Regions from separate parts of the Ovis aries genome. Here region 2 is linked to region 1. A link is a contact called in public Hi-C data. All regions are on one chromosome and are shown on one strand. The core of a region is the stretch at or near the end of the contact, and the rest is flanking DNA. Distances in the headings are between cores, read along the strand shown.

Region 1 (5,469 bases), core at 922-3,421:
TTCTGAGCCTCAATTTTTAAAAAGAAGTATGATGAAAGTACCTACTTCATTGAGAGGAACAAATCATAATGCTAGCCACATCCTTAGCCCAGTGCTTGGCCCATAATAAACACTAAACCTTAGCTGCACTTGCTGGGCCACTGTTTGCAATGTCTGGTTTCTCCCTCACGTCTGTCTTTTCTCACCTGTAGCCCACTGCAGGTTACTCTGGCATGTGTATTTTTCTTATGTGCAAGCATATGTAATGCACAAGGACCGCCAATGGTTATTTTTCTCAGAGCATACAAATTGTGCAGATTCATAAGTTTTTGAATGGTAGATGAATATAGTAGATGAATGTTGCCCTTCTGTGATGATACTGAGTCCTCATATTGGGAAAAAACGGGCAAGTATCCCCAGTTCCCCTTTCGTTAATGAACTGGAAAGACTCTGCTCAGTTGGACTGTGAGGCACATCAAGGATGCAGACATGCATCATTGTTAGTCCCAGCGCACAAGATGCATTGTGACATGTGGGGATGCCTTGGGATGGAGCTCAGGCAAGGCGAGGCAGAGAAGGACCAACACAGACCCCAGAATCGTAGGCTGGCAGTCCATAGATGTTCAATTTGGCTTGAATAGTGTTTGAAGCAACATTTTAAAATGGGAAAGATGTGTAAACACTGATGCTGACTTCCCACGTGCCAGCTGTCTATAGAGCTGAATGGCAGGTGCCTCATTTAGGTGGGGCATGTGCTTTCTACTTTGCGACCATCCCCACCATGCCCTGATGTCCCCCACCGTGGTGACAGGGGATAGCTACCATTTTGCCTTGCATTTGTACTGTTGTTTTTCCCATAGAGGGAAACCCCTTTTGTTTCTGTAACTTTATCAGAAAGCAAAAGTGAGAAAGAAAAAATAATGAGCTGCATATTTTAAGGTAAATGAGACCACACCTGTTTTCCTTGGGGCAGGGAAGAATCTTCTCCAGTTTTCCTCATTTTGCTTACTTGTCTGATCTCTGTAGATACTTGACTCTGTAATCTCACATATACACGGAAGAGATGTCATTCTCCAGAATTATTCTGCTTTGTCCATATGTTTGGTAACATGAAGATCTGCTGAAACCTTGTAATTGCCAAGGAACAGTTAAGGACCAGGTTTGCCAGTAGCACTTTAAAACCAAAGGACCACTTCCTTTGGCACTCATATGTCTCTCTTTACCTGTGACTGGCAACCTCTTCTCTAGACCTTCATCGTTTTCCTCTGTCTTTCTGTCTAAGCACAGTGAGGCAGGTTTTGTGCACAGGCTGTGAGAACATGTGTTTCTGTGGATGCCACAGTCCTTCTTTTACCCAGAATTTAACCCTTATGTGTACAGCACTGTGGATAGAACCTGGGGAATGAACTCTTGCCAGGAGAAGATTTGTAGTCTCATGAATGAGTAAGCCCTAGATCTTTGGAGGTCAGTATAGAAAGAAAAGTACTGTTAGATTCTGAGTGTGTTTCAGTGGGGTGGAGTGAGTTAGTAATAGCATTTCCTGGTCCAGTAGGAAGTGGGTAAATTGCCAAGCCACTGAGATCACCATTGTTGACTCAGATTCAGGAATAAGATTAGAGTAGGAAGGCTGTCCAGCAACCCTGGAATCAGGGCTGGTTGTGATTCCGCCTGCTCCTGGCTAGTGAGAAGGCTGTGACCAGACACGAGCGGTCCCAGGTTCCTGGATGTGCTAATAAGTAATGTATTACTTAACATGGACCCTTTGTGGAGACCAGAGTTGAAAGGAGATAAGGTGGTGGGTAGCAGTTTGCCTTTTGATAGGTGAATAACTATTTTCTGCATCACTCCAGTAGTGCGAGAGGCAAGGTGTGTAGAAAATTGCAGATCCTTATTCATGCGTCTCAAGAGGATCCAGATAGAGCACCAACCAAGGACTTGTTCAGAGTGAACAGGAGGTACTGTATTTGAAGTAGAATTTTAGGGTTGAGCTCTAGAAAGGATTGTAGATCATTTGTTCTTCTCTCCTCTGGTGGGTAGTTGGAATGCTCTGGCAGGTTTTCTAGGATTTGCTGAAGACCCCTTATCAATGATCAGACATTAATTCCAAAAGGGGGAAGTAGGCCACTCTGATGTTTTACTCAGGAGGAAAAAGGAAATGGCCATGGTCTCAGAGCCTGTATGTCAGCCCCTTGGCCTGGCTTGCTTTGTGGTAGAGGTGTGATTTTTCACTGGTGTGTGACAGTGTTTGGGGGGTGGGGAATCATGTGTATCAGAAGCACCTGTGACTTTCTGTCCCTTTTTAATCTGCCCTTCTTCTTCCATAATTTGGACACCACCCAACACTTGTCATCTGTTCCCTCCACTGACCTGCTGCTCATTTGCTCCTGTGATAAAAACTAATTTTTGGATCACTTACTTTGTGTCTGACATTTTGAAATGCCTTATACATAGTTCACTTAGCCTTCACAACCACCCCATGAGGTAGGTACTCTTATTGTCTGTTTTTTATTTATTTATTTATTTATTTTTAAAATTTATTTATTTATTTTTAAATTTTAAAATCTTTAATTCTTACATGCATTCCCAAACATGACCCCCCCTCCCACCTCCCTCCCCACAACATCTCTCTGGGTCATCCCCATGCACCAGCCCCAAGCATGCTGCACCCTACGTCAGACATGGACTGGCGATTCAATTCTTACATGATAGTATGCATGTTAGAATTCCCATTCTCCCAAATCATCCCACCCTCTCCCTCTCCCTCTGAGTCCAAAAGTCCGTTATACACATCTGTGTCTTTTTTCCTGTCTTGCATACAGGGTCGTCATTGCCATCTTCCTAAATTCCATATATATGTGTTAGTATACTGTATTGGTGTTTTTCTTTCTGGCTTACTTCACTCTGTATAATTGGCTCCAGTTTCATCCATCTCATCAGAACTGATTCAAATGAATTCTTTTTAACGGCTGAGTAATACTCCATTGTGTATATGTACCACAGCTTGCTTATCCATCCATCTGTCTGTTTTTTAAAGAATAACATAGAGTCATTCAATTACTTGTCTGCTAGGAAGCACTAAAGTCAGAATGACAAGTAAGGTTAGATGACAGGTGGTATATCTTGGGTATTTAAAAACATTCTTTTTATTGAGTTATAATCAGAATAAAATGCATAAATCTTAAGTCTACATCTTAATGACTGCACACACAGACACATCCTCCCACATACCTGTGTGACCACCTAGGTCAAGTTATAGAACATTTCTGTCACTCTGGCAGGTTTTCTTGGGCACCTTCCCAATCACTGCCCATACTTCTTCTCCAAGGTGAAATCACTGTTCTGGTTTCTCTCAGCACAGGACTTTTGCGAGAATTTGAACATTATATAAATGAAATCCCTCTGTTGGTAGTCTTTTGCGTCTGGCTTCTTTCCCTCGTTATTATTTCTATGAGATTTATTTATATTGTTGCATGTAACAGTAGTTGGTCTTTTTTATTGTTTGTGGTGTTACATTGTTTTAGATATACAACAGCTTATTGTCTTGTAAATGAATATTTGTGTTCTTGTTGCAAAACTTGGCCATTGTGAATAAACCTGAGTATTCTCAAATGTGTTTTTTGGTAGATATGTGCTCATTTCTCTTGGGTATATATCTAGAGGAAGAATTGCTAGATCGTAAGGCATAGGTTTAATTTTAATAGATATTTCCAAAGTGGTTTTATCACTTTGCTCTCCCATTAGCAGTGGATGAGAGTTCCAGGAACTCTGCTTTCTTGCCAGTACTTGTTACTGGTGGTCTTTCCAATGCTTTCCATTCAGAAAGGTGTTTATTTCATTGTGGTCTTAATTGCGTTTCCCTGATGTGTCATCGAGTTCCCTTCTTTTTTTATGTTTGTGGCCCTTTGTGTGTCCTGTTTTATGAAGGTCTTTCATCCATTTTATTAATTGGGTTGTTCTTTTTCTTTTTTTTCTTATTTGTTGACATTCTTTGCATATTCTGGATATTTGTCTCATTGGAGATAAAAATTACAAACACCTTCTCTTACTCCCCTAGTAGTATCTTTTGACTCTCTTAGTATCTTTTGATAACTGGACTTTCTTTTATTTTGGTGAAATCCAAATTTACCCTTATTTTTTTATGATTAGTGCTTTTTGTGTTCTTCTGCAAAATGAAAAACTCATTGCCTTTCCATCTCTTGGATATTTTTAGGCAGAAAAAAACGTGGAGACCCACTGTTATAGAATGTAAACCACAGTCACACTGGTCATTATTGGATTCCTGTTTTTGAACCAACTGTTTGCCTAGAGTGGTGTTCTGAGCCCTCATCTTTATAAAACACTTTAGGTTTCACAGAGCTCTTAATCATTCGACCTCATTTGATCCTAGGCAGGAGCTCAATAAAGGCCTTGCAGGAGGGTCTAGTCCCTTCTGATGGCCAACAGAAGCTCTCCGGCAGCTGCAGTATCTCCATGTTTCCCATAGCTTTGTGCTTGAGGACAAAGCATTAGACTGTGTGGTTTGGTTCCTGGCTCTGTAACTGGGGACAAAGTACTTAACCTATTTGTGCCTTGGTTTTCTCATCTGCTAAATGGGATAATGAGAATATCCCTCCCTCATGATGTAGTTGTGAAGATGAAATGAATTAATTACTATATAGTGCTTAACACACTATCTGGCACACAGAGTTGGGTTATTATTATTGTAGTTTTATTATTATTTGATGGGGGTCACAATTCTTTTTTTAATTGATGTATAATTGACTTAAAATATTAGTTTCAGGTGTACAACACAGTGATTTTGTAATAGACTACACACCATACAAAGTTATTATAAAATATTGACTATATTTCTGGTGCTATATATGACATCCCTACGACTTACTTGGTCACTTGTACGTCTTAATTCCCTTCACCTGTTTTGTCCCTCCTCTCACTCTTCTCTCCTCTGATACCTGCTAGTTTGTTCTCTGTATCTGAGGACCGCAGTTATTTGCAGAGCTGAAAAGAGCTCTGATCATTTACTCCATTTTCCTTTTATTGTGTCATATTTTCCTTTCCTCAGTCCACACTCCTACCTCATGAGTCCTCTGTCTCTTTCCCTCTTTATCTTTCCACTTTTGTTATGAAAAGCCAGATGCATTTCACACATGAACTAAATTGATACCTGAATGAAAGTGTACTGCCTTATAGAGACTGACATGGAATGTGTAGAGTCATTGATAGTTTGGCTCAGTTTCTTTTGTTTTGAGGGATGGTGGCTAGCAGGGGCATAGAATATTGGAAAGGAAGTGACTACTTGATTCCAAAATAAATTTGACCCATTTATCTTGGTTCTAGGAATTACAGACATAAGAGATTTATGTAATAGTGGCTTAAATTGTAATAAGGGAAAAGAAAACTTGAAGCCAAGTGAGTGTTTTCTGGATGTCTAGAAAGGATAGTATAGTACTGTGATCCAGATGTTTGCATACATGAGGCTGAAAGTTTTCT
Region 2 (5,469 bases), core at 793-3,292, 280 kb after region 1:
CCACTGAGCCACCAGGGAAGCCCTTCCTACTTATAGAAGCCAGTCCAAAAAAAAAAAAAGTCTTAAGAACTTTCAAATTATCCTCTGCTGCCTGCTAACCAAAGGAACAGATTTGTTCAGGCCTCTGGCCTGGGTTGCTCTCATAAACCTCCAGACTGTCGCTGGTTGGAACCTGAGTTGCCAGGCTAGGCTGCAGTTGGAATAGCCAGGCCTTGCTCACTGGGTCATTACCTTGTGGGAGGGTGAATGGTTGTGGGAGGAGGACTAGGGAATGCAGGGCCTCTCTTACCAGCTGCTCTATGGATTAACTAAGGACTGACTACCCAGTGGAAATAAGGCAGCACTCCCTCCCAGGACCCAAGACAGAATCAAGTGTGGGAACAGGTATTAAACTAATCATAGAGTAACTGATCCCTTAACTAATGAAGTTTACTTACTATCTTATCTTATAGTTGTTTTTTAATTTGTCTCATCTCGTGAAATACACTGTATGCTCTGCAAGTCAGAGACCTTGGTAAATGCTGAATTGTATTCCATTTATTGTCTTGATCACACTGTGTGTCCAATAAGTTAGTCATTGCTGGAATAATTGAGAAGAGAAGAGTCATACTCTTCAATTGTAATCTCTTCTATTATATGAATTCCATCTGCTGTATGAATCTACCAGATGGAAGACTGGAGGCAGGATTGAGTATTTTGTTGGGATTTACAATGTGTTGAGTCTATTGGGTCTGTTGCTGCATTCCCATTTTCCCTTGCAAATGTGATAGGCATCTGAAGGAAACTCATAAATCAGTGGTTAAGAAGGTTTCTGGTGGATCTATAAAGAAGCCTGGCATAGCCTAGAGGACCAAAGCAAGTCCTACCACCCAGCAGCAATGCACTATGGCAGCAAGAGCCCTGTGCTTGGATTGGATTGAACCTCAGTCCTGACACTTACAGCCTGAGTATCTTTAGGTAAGCCTCAAATTGGCCCAAGTTCCCATACCTATGAAATGGGAATTATAATGCCTCTTGGCTAGATAGTTGGGTTAAAGGGGATTCGTTAATTTAGTGAATAATAATTTATTGAAAACCTCTTAGGCACTATTTTAGATGTACAGCAGTAAACAAAACGAACAAAACTCCCTGCTCATAGATTTTATGTTCTAGAAGCAAGTACCCATAGTGGCATTTACTAAATGTTTCATTCAGTTAGTCTGAGGATATTCAATGAACTCACACAGTGGGATTTTACTGTACATTTCTGTAGGAATTTATGTTACAACTGTAGATAATTAAGGCCATTATTGAGTCTCTCATCTGAGTTGAAGATATCTCATTAAGTAGGACATTTATGTGTTCTTGCTAAATCCTGGAATGTTTAGACAGTGTGTTCCCTGGAATTGGATTCGTACAGTGCTTGGGTCAGAAAGGCCAGCTGCCGTCCAGGGCTGCAGGTGGTGTGGCTGGGTGGTTTCTGCGTTGTTTTGGTGTTTGTGCTATCTATGACTTAATGCAATTTTACAGAGTTGCTAGATGTTTGTTTGTATAATTTGTGAAATAAGTCAAAGGGCTAGCATGATTACTTAAAAGCCACCAACCATGTTTTAGTGAATGATTTCAACCTTTCCTGTCCAGTTTTTTGATCAGCCACCCAGCAAAAAACAAATTGACAGATTTAAGCTTTCAGTTCATTTTTACATTGCCTTCCATCTGGGACTTTTTCTTCAAGCATCAAAATGCCCAAAATCATTGAAAAGAGAAAGAATAAGCCTGGAAGGCAAACCTCCGAGGGGCCACGGGGTGCTGCACGCAGTCGTGTGCCCTCTCCTGGGAGGTGTGTGTGCAGACCCATCCTCCACCTGCGATCACTGTCCTAATGCAGCCCTTCTCTGGGTCTCCAATGGCACACAGCCCATTTAGTTAACAATGTAAACAGGAAATCGTTTTCTGGCGGACTGGCCTGTGTGGCTCCCCCCCCCCCCCCCCCCCGCCAAAAAAAAGGTCATTTTTGCTGAGACACAACTTTCGAAACCCATAGTGGTGGAAGCTGGAGGCTGGTTATAAGCTAGCCCTGCCCCAGATGGAGGTCAGTGATAGGATGTGTGTGCGGGAACCCATGGATGTGGGTTCAGGGCATTTTTCACTGATGGCCAAAGGCACAACAGACAGGACTGCGGAAGCTCCTATCACCTAGAAAGCAGTTGTTCTGCGGGGCGAAGAGACATGTTAACACCCCGAGGAATTCCAGAGCAGGCATTACTTGGAAGACACGGGGGTCTGGTCTGGAGAAATGTGCCTTGGCGCTGAAGACGCAGTCTGGGTTCAGTGCCCCTCCCGTCTCTCCAACTCCCTGTTGCTCAGCCTCCTCTGACCCTCCTGTGCTCCTGCTGTGGTTTCCCTGTGTGCTGACGAGTTTTTTGGTGGTTATGTCTTGCAGCCCCCCGAATCCAAGCCCAACTTCACCCCTCTCGCCATCTTGGCCCATGTTCTCGGCGCCATCCAGCCCTATGCCCACTTCATCCACGTCCAGCGACTCATCCCCCATCAGGTCTGTTGCAGGGTTTGTTTGCTTTTTTGTTGCTGCCGTTGTTCTCTCATCGGCTTGGTCCTCTCTTCATGCAGTGTTCAGCCTCCTCGTCAACTTTGTTCCCTGCCATCCAAACCTGCACTTGCTTTTTGACAGGCCAGAAGAAGCAGTTCGCGAAGACTCCAGGTAAAATCATGGATGATGATCACTCTGTTCCTGCTTATCCAAAGCTGGTCAGGGATTCCAGCCTCAGAGACCAACTGGGAGGGACCATTTGCATGAACAAGCATGGCATTTCTCGTGCCCCTCTGAACCCTTCCTCCAGTTCCTGAATTTATCTGTGGTGCCTAGAGTTTGGGGAGAGAGTGCTTCTTGAAAGGGCTCTTGTTTAGATTGCTCTCTGAATCAGGAGGCTCTCTGTGCTTTAGCACAAGATAATTTCAAGGGGAACAGTGCTGAGACACGTGCCAGCCTTTTCTTCCCTCATTTTTATCAGGTAGCATCAGGCAACATTTATTCGTGGAGTTGGGTTTTTGGCCATGAATATTGATACCTAGATGATGAGACCCAGACCAGTTAGGAGAGAGACAAATATAATACAGAATAAATTGTTCCTTACCTTCCATGCAGTCCCAGGAACCCTCATGCTCCCAGCCTGCGTCTGTCTCCAGGTGTCATAAACCCTTAGCTCTTATGGGAACAGGTAAAACCTCTTTCTGAGGGTTGACCTAATTCCTCCCTCCAAGGCCCAGGCTGTAGTTTTTCCCTGCTTTGATGACATGCAGACTTAATTCTTTGTATCTGAGTTCTTTGGAAAAAAGAAGCTGTTTAAATGCTACAAAAAAATTCATGAGGATTCTGCAGAGTCCCTCTGCTGTGTATGTCCCCAGCATGTGTGTATCTTGCAGTGATAGGCTCTGCTTTCAGACAGCCCAAACACAGAGCCTACTTATAAGCTTCATCAGTACCTCAGGCCGTGGCAGTGTTTTCTCATCCATCTTTTACTCATAGCTGGTTTTCTCCAAAGGGGAGGCCCAGCAGAGAGGCTTAAATAATCGATAAAGCTGTGTCTCACTTTAAAAAAAAAAAAGAAACACCATGCTATTTATATATATGTACAAGTCGCTCAGTCGTGTCCAACTCTTTGCGACCCCATGGACTGTAGCCTGTAGCCTATCCGGCTCCTCTGTCCATGGGATTCTCCAGGCAAGAGTGCTGGAGTGGATTGCCATTTCCTTCTCCAGGGGATCTTCCTGACCCAGGAATCGAACCCGGGTCTCCCGCATTGCTGGCAGACGCCTTACCGTCTGAGCCACCAGGGAAGCCCCACATACATATGTGGGTGCTCCCCGGTAGCACAGTGGTAAAAGTCTGCCTGCCAGTGTGAGAGGTGTGGGTTCAATCCCTGGGTCAGGAAGATCCCCTGTGGTAGGAAATAGCAACCCACTCCAATATTCTTGCCTGGAAAATTCCATGGACAGAGGAGTCTGGTGGTCTACAGTCCATGGGGTGGCAAAGAGTTGGATACAGCTGAGCGCGTGCACACACACACACACACACACACACACAGGCACACACATTACTTTATTCTCCTCCAGGCACTTCCATACCTATCATTTCATTGTATCTTCACATGAGAATGAGAGAAGAAATGGCCTGAACCATATTACAGAGAAGGAAAACTAAGGCACAGAGAAGTGGCTTGCAGTCACATGGCTCATGAGGTCCAATCCAGAACTCAGGACTTCTTGCCCTCAACCAGCACTCTTTCCTCCAAACACATGGGTAGCCCCAGATTTGAGTTTTCATGCTTCCCAGCCCGATAGCCTGGCTTGCTTTCCTAGGTTTTATGTCTAGCTTTTTCCTTTAAAATGGGAAAGAGAGAGCTTTTCACTATATCCTTTTATCCTCACCCTGGGAATAAGGTAAAAATTCAGATTATACTTTTCTTGACACTCAGATTATCTCCTACTTGTTTCTTAGGTACATTCTGGGAGATGTTAACTTTATAGGACACCAGATATATGGCTTGAATTGTTCTGGTTAGATCATTGATTGCCCCATGAAGACCTGAACCAGAGCCAAAATGTGGCTCCTTCATTTTGATCAAAAGAAAGTAAAATCTTCAGAACATTGGCCCTTGAATAGAATGGGTTGGGGGGACTCAGGACAGTAGAATAATTCAGCTAAAAAAGACTGAAATGTGCTCTGCTTTGACGGTTTTCATTTTTCTATATCTCTAAGCTTTGGGGCCCTATTGCCTGTCCGGTATCTCCACCTCTCTACTCCTGTCACCCAGGAATTTCCAGGTTTTACTCTTTTAGCTTTTCCTTTTCCAGAGTATTTCCAGATTGGCAGAGGACAGTGGCAGCAGAATCTGCACACCCCACGTGTCTGGGTTCATGGTTACTCAGGCCCATTCACTCTGGCCGTTGTTGTAATGCACCATTTGGATGATGCTGTTGCACAGCCCTGTAGGACGCTGCCATTTTGAAATAGGCAAGACAGAGTAGGACTTAGAATTGGCTATCATTGAGCTGACCATGTGTGCCAAAGTGAGCATGGATGGGGACACAGGCGGGGAGCCAGCGAACAGAGGGCAAAAATCCCGAAATTGCTGTTGCAATATGCAGCCAAGAGGTGGGGGCATATACCCATTTGTCAGGTCCAGTGAACCATTCCCCCAAATGCACTTTCAGAACATGAAGTTCCAGATTTCCTTCCCTAGACAGAGCTTTTAAAAATAAAAACATAATTAGACCTAATGAATGGGCCCATGAACTTCTATATAAACTTCTCTGGAAGAGGTTTGGTCCCCCCTCTTCAAAGCATTGCTTTGCTTGTTACTTCAAGCTCAGGAATGGAGATGCCTTGCACAGCACAGCAGAGAAAGGGGACTGGAGGAGTGTTCCCTTTACTTTCACTTGCACCCCTAGAAAAGCTCCTCACCAAATTCC

What was found. A called contact is a pair of places that touch in the nucleus more often than the background predicts.
Region 2: a contact with region 1 is called in a Hi-C map of liver, with 5 times the contacts expected there. The contact joins two enhancer-like sites. A contact is called at or near these places in 2 of 16 Hi-C or Micro-C datasets (liver and retroperitoneal adipose tissue).

What each region holds. Positions count from the first base shown.
Region 1 is chr5:51,634,615-51,640,083 of ARS-UI_Ramb_v3.0, forward strand. The region is part of intron 10 of ARHGAP26 (Rho GTPase activating protein 26); the gene reads left to right. Among named protein-coding and RNA genes, the nearest start is that of ARHGAP26, 180 kb to the left of the region's middle. Within about 2 kb of position 2,172, at least 11 of the 54 cell types and tissues checked have an H3K27ac peak or open chromatin away from gene starts, as enhancers often do. A contact at or near this core is called in liver, where this site is marked.
Region 2 is chr5:51,918,924-51,924,392 of ARS-UI_Ramb_v3.0, forward strand. All of the region lies in intron 20 of ARHGAP26 (Rho GTPase activating protein 26), which reads left to right. Among named protein-coding and RNA genes, the nearest start is that of NR3C1, 200 kb to the right of the region's middle. Within about 2 kb of position 2,043, at least 2 of the 54 cell types and tissues checked have an H3K27ac peak or open chromatin away from gene starts, as enhancers often do. A contact at or near this core is called in liver, where this site is marked.